Linked DNA regions of Sus scrofa: region 1 is linked to region 2. A link is a contact called in public HiChIP or PLAC-seq data. All regions are on one chromosome and are shown on one strand. Each heading gives the region's core, a stretch centred on a gene start, on an enhancer-like site or on the middle of the called end of the contact. The rest is flanking DNA. Distances are from core to core; before and after follow the strand shown. Region 1 overlaps CCDC6 (coiled-coil domain-containing protein 6). Region 2 holds the start of CCDC6 (coiled-coil domain-containing protein 6).

Evidence for each region. HiChIP or PLAC-seq counts read pairs in DNA pulled down with a chosen protein or histone mark.
Region 1: a contact with region 2 is called in an H3K27ac HiChIP or PLAC-seq map of skeletal muscle, with 2.4 times the contacts expected there. The contact joins the enhancer-like site here to the promoter of CCDC6 in region 2. A contact is called at or near these places in 1 of 5 promoter capture datasets (fetal liver), 10 of 47 Hi-C or Micro-C datasets (alveolar macrophages, heart right ventricle, liver and 2 more) and 2 of 2 datasets of contacts at active chromatin or transcription factors (alveolar macrophages and skeletal muscle).

What each region holds. Positions count from the first base shown.
Region 1 is chr14:63,217,636-63,220,539 of Sscrofa11.1, forward strand. All of the region lies in intron 3 of CCDC6 (coiled-coil domain-containing protein 6), which reads right to left. Among named protein-coding and RNA genes, the nearest start is that of MRLN, 66 kb to the left of the region's middle. Within about 2 kb of position 1,601, at least 3 of the 83 cell types and tissues checked have an H3K27ac peak or open chromatin away from gene starts, as enhancers often do. A contact at or near this core is called in skeletal muscle, where this site is marked.
Region 2 is chr14:63,298,643-63,301,342 of Sscrofa11.1, forward strand. It overlaps CCDC6 (coiled-coil domain-containing protein 6), which reads right to left and starts at 1,383. Exons shown (of 9, transcript XM_001929282.5): 1 at 337-1,383. The coding sequence starts at 651.

The DNA.
Region 1 (2,904 bases), core at 351-2,850, 81 kb before region 2:
ATAGACATTTTTCCAAAGAAGATATACAACAGTCAATAAGCACCTAAAAAGATATTTATTATCATCAGCCATTAGGGGAATATAAAGCCACCCTGAGATACCACCTTACACTCACCAGGATGCTAAAATCATATGGCACAGCCACTTTGGAAAACAGTCTGGCATTTCGGCCAAAAAGTTTGCATGTGACCGTTCAATTCCACTCCTAGGTATGTACCCAAGAAAAATTAAAAGACATGTCCAGAGAAACGGTTGTTCATGAATGTTCACAGCAGCATTTCTCATGATAACCAAAAGGGTGAACAACCCAAATGTTCAACAAATGAAGAATGGAGACACAAAATGTGGTTGGTATATCCACAGCATGGAATATTATTTGGCCAGGAGAAGGAATGAAGTCCTCATCTGTCACACCATGGACAAAAATAGGATGCCACGTGAAAGAAGCCAGTCACAAAAGACCACACACTGCATGATTCCATTTATATGAAGCATCCAGAATAAGCAAATGCACAGAGAGAGCACAGTAGCAACTGCTTCAGGAGATCAGAGTCAAGTGACAGCTGAAAGGTACAGGCTTTCTTTTGGAGGTGATGAAAATGTCCTAAAAATCTATTCTGGTTATGGTTGCACAACTCTGCAAATAGGCTAAAAGCCATCACATCCTACACTTGAAATGGGTGATTTGTATGGTTGGTGAATTATGTCTCAATAATGCCCCTACCAAAATTAATTATTAATTAATTAAAAGATATGAGGCAGAGGAAACAGGTTCACATCTGGTTCTATTCAGGTCCAGTACAAAGGCCCCGAACCTATCCTACATGGCTTTTCAAAGTACAAATGAGAGCTCTTCAGTCACCTGTCCGAAACCACACTTCTAAAACACTTCCAACAAAGCAGTGTTAAGACACGCGACACACTGGGTAACTGCCTTGAGAGAGCTTTATTGTCACAAGAGCAAAGGTATGTATCACATATATACTGTACACATATGCATATATAATGCATAGTGACGTCCACACCTTGGCTCTTCTGATAATCATTTCAGGGTAGGATATATCATATAGATTATGACCTACAGTAAATACTATAATATAGATGATACTCCCATGAGATGGTCAGAAGAGAGGGCCAGATCCTATCCATGGAAATATGAAGAGATTTATTTTTACTGGTGGAAAAAACAAAAAACAAAAAACATTGCCCTTAGACCCTGACTTTTACTCATGGCAAAACAAAACATAGTGGAAAATCCCCGATGTCTAATCATCCTGGACACATCCAAAACAAAGAGAGGAAAGTTTTATGATAATATTAATGTCTCCATCTTATTTACATAGGAACTCGATATCCCAGCTCTGAAGGTTACCTCTAATTTAGGGCTTTGCAATTCACATTTCACCGTGGAAATCCATTTCTTGAGTGCAGGGGTCGAAAAATAAGCCTTACCATGGACTAAATCGCTAACGTGGGGAAAATGTTCATCTTGGACTTCATTTTACAGGGGTTTAGTGACTAAAGTCCCAAAGAGCCTTAAGACTGTGCAGCAGTTCATCCTCTCTCCCGGCGGCCCTAGGATGGCTTTCTGACTCTAGGCCACTACCTCCACCTTGTGGCCACAGCTAAACTGTGGGGGGAGGGGGGTCACAGCCCCAGTCCGCAAGTCTCCTTAGGAGATGGTGAACAAATATAAGACATAAGCTGTTTGAATCACTGACAGCCAGCAACGTGAAGGTTTTGACCAGGTGACACTCTTATAATGCCAACCACTGTGAGAACTGTACTCAGTCACTTGGTTAACTCTAGATTAACATGTACCAGTAACAAGATCTTGGTATGTCATGGACTCAAATAAGAATCTTCACAACTTTAATGTGAACTGAACTGGCTACCTGCTTATCCCGGAAATTAAACAGGTGAACTTCAGAACATAAATGTCTTTAAACTGGAGGGTGGGGGGTGGGGGTGGAGGAGCCTTCTAAATTTAGAAACTGCATCTGAATTCCAAAGATGAACAGTAAGAATAGATTACTCTGCATATGTATAAACTAGTCAACCCTTGGAAAGAGAACTTTTTGTTCTTTAGCCTATAAAGAATGGAAAAAATAAAGTCATTATTCATAGTCTTGGAAAACCCAGTATCATTCCACCCTTTGATATAGGGAGATACAAGAATAACACCAAAAACAAAAGTTCGTTTAACAAGAAGTACGGACTTCCTCTCAAACCTGATATTCCCATCATGGTTCATCTCAAATACAATGAGGAAAATATGAGGTCCTTGGGGTGATTCAAGAACCAGTCAGCCTGGACTAAGATGCCCAGCAAGATCTTAAAATTGGTATAAATGAGACAACTTTCCATGAAAGGCTTGGTCAAATCATCAAAAATGGCAATCAAGATCCAAATTACAAAGAGCTAAAAGATGTTAATACATGGAATTTTACATGGAAACCAGGCTCTTCTGACCTGGAACATAAATCAGCGTAGGGCAAAGCATTAGGGTCACTAGGCCAGAGATAACAGGTACTTCTGTCTGTCACACCAACTTGGATGGACTGGTATCGGCTGTCCAGTTCTGTGTGTTGGTGGATAAGGACCAGCATGGATGCCTGAGGCAAAGCCAATGCTCCAGCACTGTCTCCCAAAGGCAATGGTCAAAGGGCCTGTGCACTCTTATTACCTTCCCCCTTTTGTGCCTTTTTAAGCCTGCCAGTTCCTGATTGTAGTCCATGCTGCTCTGTTTACAAATGGAAAACATGGGCCCAGAGAAGTTGATGAAGTTAATGCAAGGTCATATAACTAGTCTGTGGTTGAACCAGGATGAGCAACGAAGTCTGTGATTCCGTATCTGTACCAACAAATTGAGCTGGACAAAGACAGGGTTGGTATAAGGTTGCT
Region 2 (2,700 bases), core at 133-2,632:
CCCCCCAGCCACGCCGCCGACCTCCAGCTCTGCCCAAGAGGGGCCTCCTCCCCAGAAGCGACAAGGGAACGTGGGTGGCGGTCCCAGCAGCCTCCTCCCGCACCCCGCGAGGGGCCTGGACCCCCGGGGAGGGCAGACCCGAGCGGCCCCGAAGGGACACCTCCCTCTCCCCCACCCTCCCGGGCCGGCAGGTCTTGGCAGGGAGCTTGCTCGCTGCGGGTCCTCGAGAGCCTGGGAGAAGTCCGGGGGACTGCCCGGGGTGGGGTGCAGCCTCTCCCCGGGGCGGGAGGAGGTCGCCCGCTGCCGCGCGCCCCCCGGGAGGGGGGGTGCACTCACGATGGTCACGCTGGCTTTGCGCAGGTCGCGGTTCTCCTCCTGCAGCGCCTTGCACTTGAGTTTGTAGGTCTCCAGCTCAATCTTGAGCACCTTGTTCTCCTGCTGCAGCGAAGCCAGGCGGTTGGTGAGCTCCTCCAGGCGGAACGGCGAGATGACAATGCCCCCCGATTTTCCCCCGCCGCCGCCGCCGCCTCCGCCTCCCCCGCCGCCGCCACCGCCGCCCGAGGTCGACGAGCAAGACGACTGCATGGCTGCCGAGCTGCCGCTGTTGCCCCCCGCCCCGTCCGTGTCGCTCTCGCTGGCGCTGTCCGCCATGACCGCGGCGGGCTGGGGAGACAACCAGGAGGAGGAGCGGGGAGGCGGCGGCGGCGAAGGCTGGGCTGCAAATGAGTGGGCGCCGGGCGAGCACAGGGGAGCGCCGATCTGGGCGCCTGGCACCAGGGCGCAGACTCCGAACGGCGGCAAGAGAAAGAGAGGGAGCTTCCCGCTGCCAAGGGACCTCCTCTGCCAGAGAACAGAGACCCCGCCCGGGCTCGGGCAGTATTGCACTGGGGCTCGCTCCAGCCGGGCCTGGCGCGCTCGCTTAGGCCGCCCAGCAAAGCAGGCCGAAAAGCTCCGAGACCCGCCTGCCGCCGCCGTCAGCCTTCTGGCGTCCGCCGGCGGGCTGGGGACGCGCGGGGCGGGCCGGTGCCTGCCGACCAGGTCAGCCTCCGCACCAGCTGCTCCCCCGCCACACGTGTTCAGAGGGAGGGCCTCCCACCTCTCTCTGCCCTAAGCCCGCCGCCGCCCAGCCTCTTCCGGGCTCGCGCCCGCTCCTGGGAAAAGGAAACCTAATGCCCCACTAGCCTCGCAGGTGCTGAGGACACGTGGAAAGGTCAGCCCGGCTCCGGCACCCAGCCCCAGCCGAGTTGTGGCCCCATCTTCTGGCGACTGTTGTGTGCTCCTGTCTCCCTCTGTCTGCTTCAAACACAGACGCAGCCCTTTTAGTTGGATCTCAGCGAGCTTGCCTAGGAAGGTTTGGAGAGCGTTCACAGAACGTTAAGTTCCTCTGCAAGGAGCCAAGGAGGGCGACGCGACAGCACCCACAGGTTAACCTCCTTAAGAAAAAAATTGCAGGAGAGACAATGTCTTTTCTCCTCCTCCTAATCATCTCGTAAACCACACTGTGCTCAATTGTTTAAACAAGGTGCAAGGTTTTTTTCCTTTTCTCTCCGTATCTTGCAGACAATGCCAGGACCTGTCGTGCAGTAGGATTAAGACAGTAACATTTATCTAATCCAAAAGAAAAAAAGATAAACACTTTTTGTGGATTAAAATATCCCTTTAAGTGCCAACTTTCCAAAGTAACTGCGGACAGAGCATTATGCTATACAAATAGTGATTAAGTGGAAATAGAACATGACCATCATTTGCCTTTACTATCATCTTGCCCACTCCTAGAAAACTTTAAGAAGTCAAAAAAAAAAAAAAAAATTACCCTACTGTGGTCTAATACAGGGTTTTAGTTTTGAAGCATAAGAAATGCAAGATCAAAACTTGTATTTCCCCTTTACCGTCCCAAACAAAGGCTTACAGGAAATTGGCCCAGCAGGTGAGGTGATTCTAAACACTTTACACTGTTGACACAAAACAGCTTTCACTTATGTATAAAAATCAGAAAATGAAACTGACCAGACTAGTTTTATTTTCCAAGCTTAGTCAACAGAAGAACAAACCTGGAAACAGGGGAAAAAAGTGTAAATTTTTTTTCTATTGCTTTGAACTTCTGGGAAAGTTTGTAATGTGTTAGGAAGGATAAAGAAGTGCTTTAATGATTTTTATTTCAACTCCTCCATTGTCTTTAAACCTAAATTTGACCTAATGATTACAGTGTTAATTCAACAGCTAATTCCTAACAGCAGGTACCTGGGAATAAACTAAAATGCCAAGGGTTCCAAATGACATCATCTTTTACCAAGATGGCTGCTTGCAGCAGACAGCTCCAAAATGCCAATGGCAATTAAACCCCAAATTTGTCCTAATTATTTAGTTTAGTACTAGAGGACTTCTGAACTCAGCCATTATTGGTGTAGCAGGAGAACAAAAAAAAAAGTTGACTTTACTCTTCAGAAACATATAGCCAATGTCAACAATTCTGTTAGAAGTGATCCAGTTTAGTATTCACTGAGACTTAACTCCTCTCCCTCACTTTTTCCTTTTGAGGATGTGCTACTTAAGACAAGCAGCTCCTCAGATTGGAAGTGGCTTCTGGAAATCTCACTTGCTGGGTGAAATGGAGGGGTAAAGCTAGCAGGGAGTCGTGCCACATGGGGAAACTCAGACTTAACAGCATTCTTTCCGCTTTACCCCAGCACCGTGATAGAA